2 separate regions of the Mus musculus genome follow, and region 2 is linked to region 1. Evidence: chromatin contacts called from public Hi-C data. All regions are on one chromosome and are shown on one strand. Each heading gives the region's core, a stretch centred on a gene start, on an enhancer-like site or on the middle of the called end of the contact. The rest is flanking DNA. Distances are from core to core; before and after follow the strand shown. Region 1 overlaps Dync1i2 (dynein cytoplasmic 1 intermediate chain 2). Region 2 overlaps Itga6 (integrin alpha 6).

Region 1 (5,607 bases), core at 1,257-3,756:
GGAAAGCCCCTTTCTGAATAGGCTTTCATTACTGGAGATGGACTCTGTTGCAGATGCCTGCTGCCATTCCCTGATACACAACTAAGATGTATGTGGGCAAGAAAAATACATGCTTCCCCCGTCCCCCCTTTTTATGATTTCTACCTTAGTTTGTAGCAAAAAGAGATGGTAGACAGGATTATATAACCTATATGTCCTGTAACATTTTTAAATAAATTATTTCAAGTTTATACTAGTTTGGGGATTCATGAGATTTGATAATTTTTAAAAGTCTTATAAACATTGTATATCTTCATTTATTTTTATTAAAATTAAAGAAAACTGTGTTAAGTGCTTATTGCACATCACACAGTGATAGATAATGAGACTCGCATTTAAAATGACAGAATAGAAAATGTGATCTCAAAGCTATTATCTTTAGAATCTGCCTCTCAAATAGCAACCTGAGAGTTAATGTAAGCATCGTTATGTCCCAGGAAGACCCATCAGACACTGATGGTTTCAGATCACAAGGAAGCATCCAGCTCTGTGGGCTGTTTTAGACATTTGATTTTCTTCATTCTGCCGCATTAATGTGTCAGCATGCTCCACAGAACTGTGGAGGAGTCGCATGTTGTTCTGTCTAGAATAGTAATGCTTGTAAGCTCAGACTCCATGAGGAGCTCATCCTTCTTATAGCTCACTCGTGCTTCACATGGCTACAGAATAGGATAACCCTTGATGAGGTACCACAGGTATCTTAAAATTCAAGTTTCCCTTTCATTCTTTAAGTTGGTGCTGGTAAAATTCCACTGTTTGTGGCTGTCTTTACAAGTGCTTCACCTTGGGAGAGTTGTGATGCCTCTGAGATACTGCCTCAGAGTCAATCTACAGCTGTCTGTATTAAGCTAGTCTTTGTTTATTGTTCAGATGAGGAGGAGGAAGATGATGTAGCAACTCCTAAACCTCCTGTTGAACCTGAAGAAGAGAAAACTTTGAAAAAAGACGAAGAGAATGATAGCAAAGGTACCTTAACATACTTAAGGAATTTTTGTTTTATTTCTGTTTTGCTGAGTTCTTTTTAAACTTGTTTTATTATTTATGAGTTAAAGTAGAGTAAAATGCTCTAAATCAGAGGTGAGTTTCATTTCAAAAGAATATGTGGCATTTCTTGAACCATATTATAATAGTGAGTTGACAGGATTTAATTGGCCTAAATCATACTTTAAAAACAAAGACAAACTCTTTTTCCAGCTCCACCTCATGAACTAACTGAAGAAGAAAAGCAACAGATTTTACACTCAGAAGAATTTTTAAGTTTCTTTGACCATTCTACGAGAATTGTAGAAAGAGCCCTTTCTGAGCAGATTAACATCTTCTTTGACTACAGTGGGAGAGACTTGGAAGACAAAGAAGGGTAATATTTAGTTCTTAAGGTCATAGCTTCTGCAGCCTTAAAAGTATGTTAATATTAAGAATGACACAAGTTATAATGCTGTCTTTTCTGGGGGGGGTGATCTTTTCCTGTAGGGAGATTCAAGCAGGTGCTAAGCTGTCATTAAATCGACAGTTCTTTGATGAGCGTTGGTCAAAGCATCGAGTTGTTAGTTGTTTGGATTGGTCATCCCAGGTAAGTATAAAAAAATCAGTTGTTATAACTCACTTTTTAATTCTAATTAGCATATAGTTTTATTTTGGTTATAAGACTTCTTGTAATTAAATCAGTGTATGTCACGTTAAATAAATAATACTGGGTGGTGTTTCTGACGTTGCCATTGTCACATTGACTCGCGTACCTTAGAAGGAAAAATTGGAACTGCTTTTAGATTTGAAATTCAGGACTTTATGTTCAAACTCAATTTTGCTAATTTAATTATCCACTAACCACTTGTATAAAAATTAAACATTTTAAATGTTAAATTGTGCTAATTTAAAATTAGACTAGCATCTTGGTGAGTGTAACTATGAAGATAATTTTCAGAACAACTTGATAGATAGTTAAGAACATAAAATAGTTCTTACTATTCGTACTTTTCTTTTCCTTCTTGATTCTTGTGAGCAGTATCCAGAATTACTTGTGGCTTCCTATAATAACAATGAAGAGGCTCCTCATGAGCCTGATGGTGTGGCCCTCGTGTGGAATATGAAGTACAAAAAAACTACCCCAGAGTATGTGTTCCACTGCCAGGTAAGGTCGTCCTTCAGCTGTCTTCCCATGTTTAAGGATTCATTCATGAATTTAGACAAGTGCCTTTTTCCTTTTCCCATCAACATGATTTCATTGGACTGGCGTTTACTGAACCACACCATATTTGCAAACAGCTGTCACACACAAAGCTGAGCACTCTTAGTTCAGTATGATCTGCCCTTTTTAGCTTTTCTAATATCTCTTATCATGGTTAAGCACACCTAAAGTCCGTTGCAGTTTTGACTTTCTGTTACTGTGATTGACCATATAGACAGTCTTCTGGAATGCGTTGTTCTCACAGGAAGTGGGACTTACTACAGAATATATAATTAGACCTCAGCCCCTGAATCTCTTAGTCATGGCCGGAGGAGTTGCAACTAAATAGTTTTAAGTAAAAACATGTGGTTGAAGTAGGAAGTAGATGTAGTTTTTTTTAAAGTGGATTTAGCAAAACTTAAAATTTGTGACTCTTACTGATTGTATGAGTTAAAATCTTAATAGTGTCATAATTCAAAATAAATACTTCAAATCAAAACTAATATATTCTTTACTGTCATATTATAGTTAGAGGTCAGTCACAGGCCAACTTTGCTTTAAAAACTGAAATTGATTGAAGCAAGTTTTATTTTGTTTGATAACCATGTAAACATATAAAGATCACATTTGACTTTTGAACAAAAACTACTATAGTTTTTTCTTACAATATTCAAATAGAGTAGATTGTTTTTAAAACTTCTAATACCTTAAGTAATAGGTAAATATTTCCGATAGATTTGTTTTTCTAATTCGTCAGACTTTCCTCACTTAAATCTTAAATACAAAAATTCTGCGTTTTTGCAGTCAGCTGTAATGTCTGCTACATTTGCAAAATTTCATCCGAATCTTGTTGTTGGAGGTACATATTCAGGCCAGATTGTGCTTTGGGATAACCGCAGCAATAAAAGAACTCCTGTCCAGAGAACGCCGCTGTCAGCTGCTGCACACACAGTAAGTAACTAGTTATTTCCCTAGACTTCCGTTGGCCTTCACCACTGACGATATAGTCCTAGGAGAGTGACTTCGATACGCTTCCTTGTATGTGTAGGGTGCATATATCACAAAGTCCTCTGTTTTCTAAGACAACCTCTTATCAATGAACAGAATAGCAACACACTTCATATTAAAGCTAAGTCAGTGATGGGCTGCTGTCCTAGCAGTGCTCAGGGTCCTGGGTTCACCTCCCAAGAGCAACAGAACAAAAGCTGGCAGGTTAACAAACCTGTTTTGATAGGAATTGGAATACCCGTAATTAGACTAATTTTTTTCTGGGTTTTGTTATTGTTTGTTTGTAAATAACCTCTGAAAACTGTTTTATGTCTTTAGCACCCTGTCTACTGTGTAAATGTTGTTGGAACACAAAATGCTCACAATCTGATTAGCATCTCTACTGATGGAAAAATTTGTTCCTGGAGTTTGGACATGCTTTCCCATCCACAGGTATGTTAAACTTAGGAATGTGAAAATTTGAAGTAAAATTAGTTTTCATTTCATATGTACCCCCACGTGCATTTTATCATAAGCTATTTTTATACTATTGCACAGATTATAAATCTAAGTGGTGTGTTGATGGTTTAAATATATCTTACCAAAGCTTTTTCATTTAACTGAGGTAGGTAGGTTTATATTAATAGTATATTAAAACAGTAGCATACAAACTAGTTAAAACTAGAAGATTTGTAATAAAATTTGAAAATAAAGCTTTACAAATTAATTTTCTCATTTTTTTCCTCTAGGATAGCATGGAGTTGGTTCATAAACAGTCAAAGGCAGTAGCTGTAACATCTATGTCTTTCCCTGTTGGAGACGTCAACAACTTTGTTGTGGGCAGTGAAGAAGGTTCTGTGTATACAGCATGCCGCCATGGCAGGTAAACTTAGTAGGAATTAGATGTTGTTTAGAATTTTCCCTTGAGTCATCTCATTGAAACAGCTTGTTCCGTATTTAAGTAGAATCCTCTCCTAGACTTGGGACATTAAATTTGGGCAACGAGAACTTGAGTTAATTTTTTTTTTAGCTGTAGTAGTTTGGATTCATGTGCTTTTGGATTGTGTGTGTTGCAGTATGTTGTAGGGATCTGTGTGTGCTGCATATGCTCACAGAAGTTACTGTAGGAGGTGTGTTCAGCATTAGAAATGCAGTGTGTATGTTCCACATATTGGCCTTCAGGTTCATAAATGTGATTGTCACCTGTTTTCTGTTTAGGTTCATTTGAACTTTGAGTTTTAGTCTGAGCCTTCTGATAATGGTCTAGCAATGTCACTACATATGTTAAGCTGACTAATAGTTCTCCTACTGTTCGGTCTGTTTTGAAATTGTCTAGCTGTTCTTTAAAAGCATTGAACATCTGGACCTCATTTCCAATATAGATTGCCTTCATTTCATTTCAAAGCTTTTAATTTAAAATAGTCCAGATTGTTTCCTACATAGCATCCCTACACAGCATCCTTTGTCCTTGTTTTACCACCATGGATATGGTCTTTTGAGTTCTCTTGTCAACAGCATGGTGTTTATGGCTCTAAAATGCCCCTGCTATATTAGTAGTGTTACCACATCTGAATAAAGTGGCATTTGTTATAAGTTACGTTGATAAACTATGAACCCAGAATTGTGTTTGAAATTAATTCAAAGTCTGCTGTATAAACCCATGATGTGATACATTTGCTGGGTGTAATGGTGCAGGCATTTAATCTCAACACTCTGGAGGCAGAGGAAGATGTAGCCTGGCCTATGTAGTATGTTCCAGAGCAGCTCAGGCTACAAAGACTGTCTTAAAAATGAATAAGTAAAAATGTTAAGAAAATAATATGTGGTGTACTTCCAAGAGAGGTCCCTAACATGTTCACTTTTATGAAATAGCAAAGCTGGAATCAGTGAGATGTTTGAGGGACACCAGGGACCCATCACTGGAATCCACTGTCACGCGGCTGTTGGAGCAGTAGACTTCTCACATCTGTTTGTCACTTCGTCTTTTGACTGGACAGTTAAACTTTGGACAACTAAGGTATCTGAAACGCAGCATTCTGCTCATTTGGTCAATTTCCTGACACAAGGTGGTGCTCTAATGCTGCAGGGAAAGGCATGGTCTTAAATCCTAGATGGCTTGGAGTTGCTTTGCAGTAAGCAGAACCCAGTAAGTAGTCACACAGTGTGACAAATACGATGACCCCACAAACAGTTGAAGAGTAGGCTTCCTCCCACCTCAGGCTTCTCAAGCAAAGATCTGTTTACTCTGAATTGTGTTGGGGAGAAGGCCCTGGTATCCCCTATACTCCCTCATATAATTTTATCCAGCTTCACACAAAAGCCATTCATTTGCTCTGTGGAGAGCTATGAGACTTAATTCAGGACTGCAGTGGCTCACAGAGGTGATGGGAAATAGAGAAAAGACCGAGACCATTCAC
Region 2 (5,914 bases), core at 2,864-5,363, 590 kb after region 1:
GGACAAGGTGGGGTCTTCCACTGCTACAGTGCATCTTTTAAGAAATATGTGTTTGATTTTATGCAGCCTCAAGGTTAAAGCCTGTTTTGAATATACTGCGAAACCTTCCGGTTATAACCCTCCAATATGTAAGTGCCCAGTACATTAAAAACATCTTCTCTCTGCTAGGTTGAAAGTTCTGTATAAATAACAGGAAAACAAAACTCTAGTGGCCAAAGTGAGCTCATAAAGTCTTGTCTAGAGGAGGAAGTTTGTCTGTGGTCTCCCCTTTAATCAGGAGGGAGGGAAGGCTCTCCATTTGCTCCCCATTTGAATTTTCCAGAGCAGCGAGCAGGTTTGGGATGGGATGTCTTGGGAGAGCACTTACCTGCTGTCACAACAGCTTCTTCCCTTTCAGTTTCTGAAAAGCCCTGTGGAAAATGGGTTGTGTGGTTGTGAGGTGAGGTGGCGGGTGGCTGTTGTGGAAAGATAGCTCTAGCAGCCAGAGCACAGCTGCGGCTGGTTCACTCGCCAAGTTAACCAGCCTCACTGACCCTCCCACGGAGACTGCAGCCCAACAATGTCTAAGCTGTGCTCAGTACGGGACCTTGAGTACCTGAAGGCTTGACCATAGGAGCAGAGAGCCGGCTGCTGCTTCTGGCTTCAGTTCTGCTTGACTCACAGCAAAGGACAAGTCCTTGGCCCTTGGGTTTAATTTTCCTGTCAGTTAAAACAGTGCCCCTAAGTCACCATTGTCTAGGGTTATGAAGCTGATCAAGGAGACAACCAGATGGAAGGCACTTTGTCTTTTAATTTATTAAATTACTGTCTTTTTCTGGCGCTCAGTGTGGGATTGGCATTCGTGCGTGTGTGTGCGTGTGTGTACATACATGTACTTACATGGTAAACCGAGCATGTGCTTTTGTGTGTAAGTATGCATGCACATATGTGTAGAAGTCAGAAGACATCTGCAAGTGTTTTCCATAATTGCTGGCTCTCTACCTTTACTCTTTGAGATAGATCTCTTGTTGAAAACGAAGCTTATTGCTTTAGCAGAGCTGGCTGGCCAGTGAGCCCCAGGGCTGGGCTGATGAGCACAGGCTGCTGTCCTTTCTTGGCTTTTCATATGGGTTCTGGAGATCCTAACTTCTGTCCTCAGGATTATACAGGACAGAGCCATCTCCACCGCCCTGGTACTGAGATGACAGGAAGGTCACTATGCCTGGCTTTAAAAAAGTCAATAGTCTGGAGATTTAAATGGTGTTTCCTCATTTTCTTGGCACTTTACAACCTGAACCATTTACCAACCTCTTGTTGCATTAATTTTTTAAAGATTTATTTATTTTATGTATATGAGTACACTGTCACTGTCTTCAGACACACTAGAAGGTATCGGATCCCATTACAGATGGTTGTGAGCTACCATGTGGTTGCTGGGAATTGAACTCGAGACCTTTGGAAGAGCAGTCAGTGCTCTTAACCGCTGAGCCATCTCTCCAGCCCCCTTGTTACATGTTTTTTGATGATAAGCAAACACACACCTTCTTCACCTGGATGCTTTTTACCTGCATTTGTAATGAATTCAAGAAATAAGAGTAGACTGGATTCTTGTAAAGGGAGAAGAAATGAGAAAACATTTCCCCCCTCAAACCATTGTTTGACGATAAGTGTCAGATCTCACCGGTGTGCTCCATCCAACAACTGCCTTTATAGAGCGGGGTTATGAGCTTTCCTCTAGCCTTAATGCAACATCTGTTGCTATGTGCGTCTCCTTTATAGTATGTACCCATTCCATTACCTGCGTGTTTATTGCAGCCTGTGATAGGTGGGCCTCTTCACTTGGAAGAACTCTTTCATTATACTTCCACAGTAATAACTTTACAGTGAAATAAAACAGAATTTCCACAAAGCTGAAGAAGTATAATACATTCAGCATCATATCCCAGTATCCCAAGAGTGAGCTTATTGTGGGGCCACGATATTTTAGCTTGACAGCCCTCTTCGTGCGATGTTGCATGCACAGATATTTATAATTGAGCCTTAATGAGTTTTCTTGGCTTGTTCCTCAGGAGGTCAGCACAGGTGACCTACAAGGATTTTAAGATGATGTGAGTTGTCTGGAGGTTACAGAGGTCAGCGAGGGTTTGGTAGCTAAACGGTTTTAATGTACCCATGCCCTCCTCTACTTCTGCCCTGAGGGGCACTCAGCCTGGGAGCCTTCATTTGGTTCATCGGGAAGTTAGCAGGTCACTGATAAGTGGATGGTGTCAGGGCTGCAGAAGGCCAAAAATGAGGGGCATTCCATTTGGCAGTCGTGACATTTAAGAATATCTCAGATGGACAGAGAAATTGCTATTGAAACTGCCAGTGCTTCTAAATTTTGGTCTTACCTATGTGAATAGGATTTCAGTGCAGAGATTGCATCACACTGTGTGCACATGCATACGTGTCACGCCCTGCGTAGGGTGGCATGGGGCCAGGTACTCCATTCCACTCATCTGTCCTGTGGATGATATTTTTATCAAGTGTGGCAGTTGGTGAACAAGGGTGATGCAGTCTTTGTCCTTAGTTCCTCCACACTCTGCAGGACAGTAAGTCCCAGTGTATAGCCTCAGAGGTAGAATTTTCTCAGTGGCTCAGGAGGAGCCAGGACAGGCTTTTGGGTTAAAGTCTGGGTCAAGATCTGAAGAGTAATGGATTAGGGTTTAGTTTGGAGTTGGGGAGGATAGAGAGGAGGAGGAGGAGAGGGGCCAGTGCAGAAGGGGAAGGGCGGTGAGACCTGGCCTCTAAGCCTCTGTATAAAGCAGCCAGCTTTTGTGTGCCAGGTAGAGACTTGGAGCTGTTGATGATGCTGCCCTTTGCTGTAGGGTTCAGAATTTCCGTTCTTACTTTTTGGTTTTTCAAGACAGGGTTTCTCTGTGTTGTAGCCCTGGCTGTCCTGAAACTTACTTTGTAGACCAGGCTGGCCTGGAATTCAGAAATCCACCTGCCTCTGCCTCCCAAGTGCTGGGATTAAAGGCATGCACCACCATGCCCGGCTGCCCTTTCTTAATTTATAAAGAGGACATTAAAACGCACAGTCTCATGGCCAGAAGTATAAATGGCTTGGTTAGTACAATGCTTGCCTAGTATGCACAAAGTCCTGGTCTAATCCCGGCGCTGTGTAAGTAAGTATAAAGCACTGGTTCCATTCTAGCACTGTATGAAGCAGGTGTGATGGTGCATGCTTGTAACTCCAGCACTCGGGACGTGCAGGAAGGAGGAGCAGTTCCAGGCAGCCAGGGCCACGTGAAATTTGTCTCAAACAAACAACAAACACTCAAAAGACATTTCCTTCCCCCTCGCATGAATGGTAGACTATAAGCTTTCTCCATTTTCTTGAGTTTTTCTTGGAGGCTGACTTCTCCTCCCTGTGTACACTCCTGTGCTTTCTTTCCTCTGATGGGTTTAGCAAGTGCTTAATGAATGCAAGTGATTGAAGTATTGGCCCATGAGAAGCATAGTTAGTAGCCCCATCCAGTGACCCAGTGAAGAATGCATTCCAGAGTCCAGAAGTGAGCTCCTGACAGTCCCGATCCTGGCCTGCCTCCACGGAGCAGCTGGCCACCTCTGCTGCAGGCTGGAGACTTGTGTATAAAAGCTGTGTGAGGCTAAACAACTGGCTTCCGGCTACTGAACACATGTCAGCCAGATCTGTCTGTCATCTACCATTCTATCTATTATCTATCTATCTTTTTAATCTGTTTTTTTCAGACAGACTCACACTGTAACTGAAGGTAGCTTTGAGTTCATGGCAGTCCTGTAAAAGAACGCACCCCTTGTTCCCAAGAACTGAGATTACAGGTGTCTCTTCCTGCTCTCAGTGACTTCTATCTTTAATATATGTGTCTCCTTTGATTACCAGTGCTATAATGCAAATACCAGTTCTGCTGTAGGAGCCTGCTTTCTCAGACAACTTTTCAAATAGCAAGGACTCTCCCCCGCCAAGGTCATGACGCATAGGCTGAAAGAGTCCCGGGGCAGGAACATTGGGGATTTCCAGTTATCTTTAGTATTCTTTGAGTTTCAGATATTCAGCCAGAAACTGATGGGTTCCTAGCTGCTGCAGAAGGTTCTAGCTTGTTCTCGAGCGCCCCCAGGTGGTCCAGTGAGAATTTAAAACACTAACAGCACTGGGAAGAACAATTGGATTAAAAACCCCTCTGGTCACCAGAAGGCCCCCTTCCAGGAGATTCTGAGAGGCGAAGGTTCTGGGGCAAGTGCTGTAAAAGAACTCATCTTCTTTGTAGTTCAGGGGGTGTGAAGATGCACTTTAAGTTAACGTGATTTTGTTCATTCCAACCTAGCAATTTTGGGTATTCTCGAAGCTGAAAAAGAAAGAAGAAAGTCAGGGTTGTCATCGAGAGTTCAGTTTCGAAACCAAGGTTCCGAGCCAAAGTATACTCAGGAGCTGACCCTGAATCGGCAGAAGCAGCGGGCGTGCATGGAGGAGACCCTCTGGCTGCAGGTGAGTGTGTGCCAGGGTCGTCTCCACAGGACTCCGGTGTTCTGTGAGACGCTTAGTTTCTGAACAGCACCGTTCATCTCTGCTCTGCCATCGTTTCGGAGGTCCGTTGGCATTTGGGCACACTGACTGTGTCCCTGCCCCCTTTGCAGGAGAACATCAGAGACAAGCTGCGTCCCATCCCCATCACGGCTTCTGTGGAGATCCAGGAGCCCAGCTCTCGCCGGCGGGTGAACTCACTCCCCGAAGTTCTTCCCATCCTGAATTCAAATGAAGCCAAAACGGTCCAGACAGATGTAAGCTGCTTGGCTTCTCTTTTGCCAGTGTTGGATTTTTTTTTTTACAGGCCACTTCCTGTGGCCACATATGGTGACCTTGTGTATGCTTTTAATCCCAGCACTCGGAGGCAGGGGCAGGAGATCTCTGAGTTCACGGTCAGTGTGATTTCCACAGCAAATTCCAGCTCAATCAGGGTTCCAGATCCTGTCTAAGAAAAAAATAATCAACAGAAATACCACTTATTTCTATATTCATAATTGGCCTCTGAGAAGGTGTTTCTCAAGGTAGCAGTGAAGATAACAACCTAAGATGAAATTTAGGGACCAGAGTTTTATTTTCTTCCTTGTTTTCTTCATTGTTTTTAGCCCCTGGTCCTTACTGAGATTATAGCTAGCCAAACCTTCATTCTCCTGTAGTTGACATACTTTATTTTACCACCGAGAACAACACAGTATGATAAATATATATTATTAAAACCAAAGAATAGCAAAACTTAGCAAAGCAAGGAAAAATTCACAATGAAATACTAAAGTGTCTAATGCAGCTCGGGTCATTGTGGGAAGCAAATGTGCATTCTGTGGCCTGCTGGGCATGGCGTAGGATATGGGATCTGTGTGTTAGGACAGAGCGGAAATGAGCCTAGGAAAGTATGACATCTTGATCTGGCATTATTATTGTTATAATTATTGTTGTTATTATTATCTTTTTGTTTTGCTTTTGAGACAGGTTTTCTCTGCATAGCCCTGGCTGTCCTAGAACTTGCCCTGTAGACCAGGTTGGCCTCCAACTCAGAGACCCACCTTCCTCTTCCTCCCCCTGAGTGCTAGATTAAAGGTGTGCGCCCCCACAGCCTGGCTATTATTATTATTATCATCTTGATTACTGTTTTGGTGCTGGAAATTATTCCCAGGGCCTCCCAGGCACTTACCACGTGCTTTGCTCTGACACTGCACATTAGCTGTCAAAATCCAATCAGTGGATAGAGATATGGCTGAGTCGGCAGAGTGCTTTCCTAGTGTGTACAAAACCTTGACTTCAGTCCCCAGCACCATGTAACAATGGCAAGTGCTCCACGCCTGTAGTGCTGACACTTGGGAGGTCGAGACAGGAGCATCTGACAGGCAAGGCCATCTTTGACTATATAGCAACTTT

The links. Hi-C and Micro-C count contacts between places; a contact is called where the count stands out from the background.
Region 2: a contact with region 1 is called in a Hi-C map of bone marrow-derived macrophages, with 4 times the contacts expected there. The contact joins two enhancer-like sites. A contact is called at or near these places in 14 of 484 Hi-C or Micro-C datasets (the 3T3-L1 cell line, B cells, the C10 cell line and 10 more) and 1 of 115 datasets of contacts at active chromatin or transcription factors (embryonic basal ganglia).

What each region holds. Positions count from the first base shown.
Region 1 is chr2:71,245,780-71,251,386 of GRCm38.p6, forward strand. It overlaps Dync1i2 (dynein cytoplasmic 1 intermediate chain 2), which reads left to right. Exons shown (of 16, transcript NM_010064.4): 6 at 910-1,005; 7 at 1,234-1,396; 8 at 1,510-1,609; 9 at 2,042-2,167; 10 at 3,008-3,154; 11 at 3,530-3,643; 12 at 3,940-4,073; 13 at 5,063-5,207. Among named protein-coding and RNA genes, the nearest start is that of Dync1i2, 37 kb to the left of the region's middle. Within about 2 kb of position 2,507, at least 9 of the 459 cell types and tissues checked have an H3K27ac peak or open chromatin away from gene starts, as enhancers often do. A contact at or near this core is called in bone marrow-derived macrophages, where this site is marked.
Region 2 is chr2:71,833,943-71,839,856 of GRCm38.p6, forward strand. It overlaps Itga6 (integrin alpha 6), which reads left to right. Exons shown (of 26, transcript NM_008397.4): 11 at 67-128; 12 at 4,326-4,486; 13 at 4,636-4,779. Among named protein-coding and RNA genes, the nearest start is that of Pdk1, 36 kb to the right of the region's middle. Within about 2 kb of position 4,114, at least 20 of the 459 cell types and tissues checked have an H3K27ac peak or open chromatin away from gene starts, as enhancers often do. A contact at or near this core is called in bone marrow-derived macrophages, where this site is marked.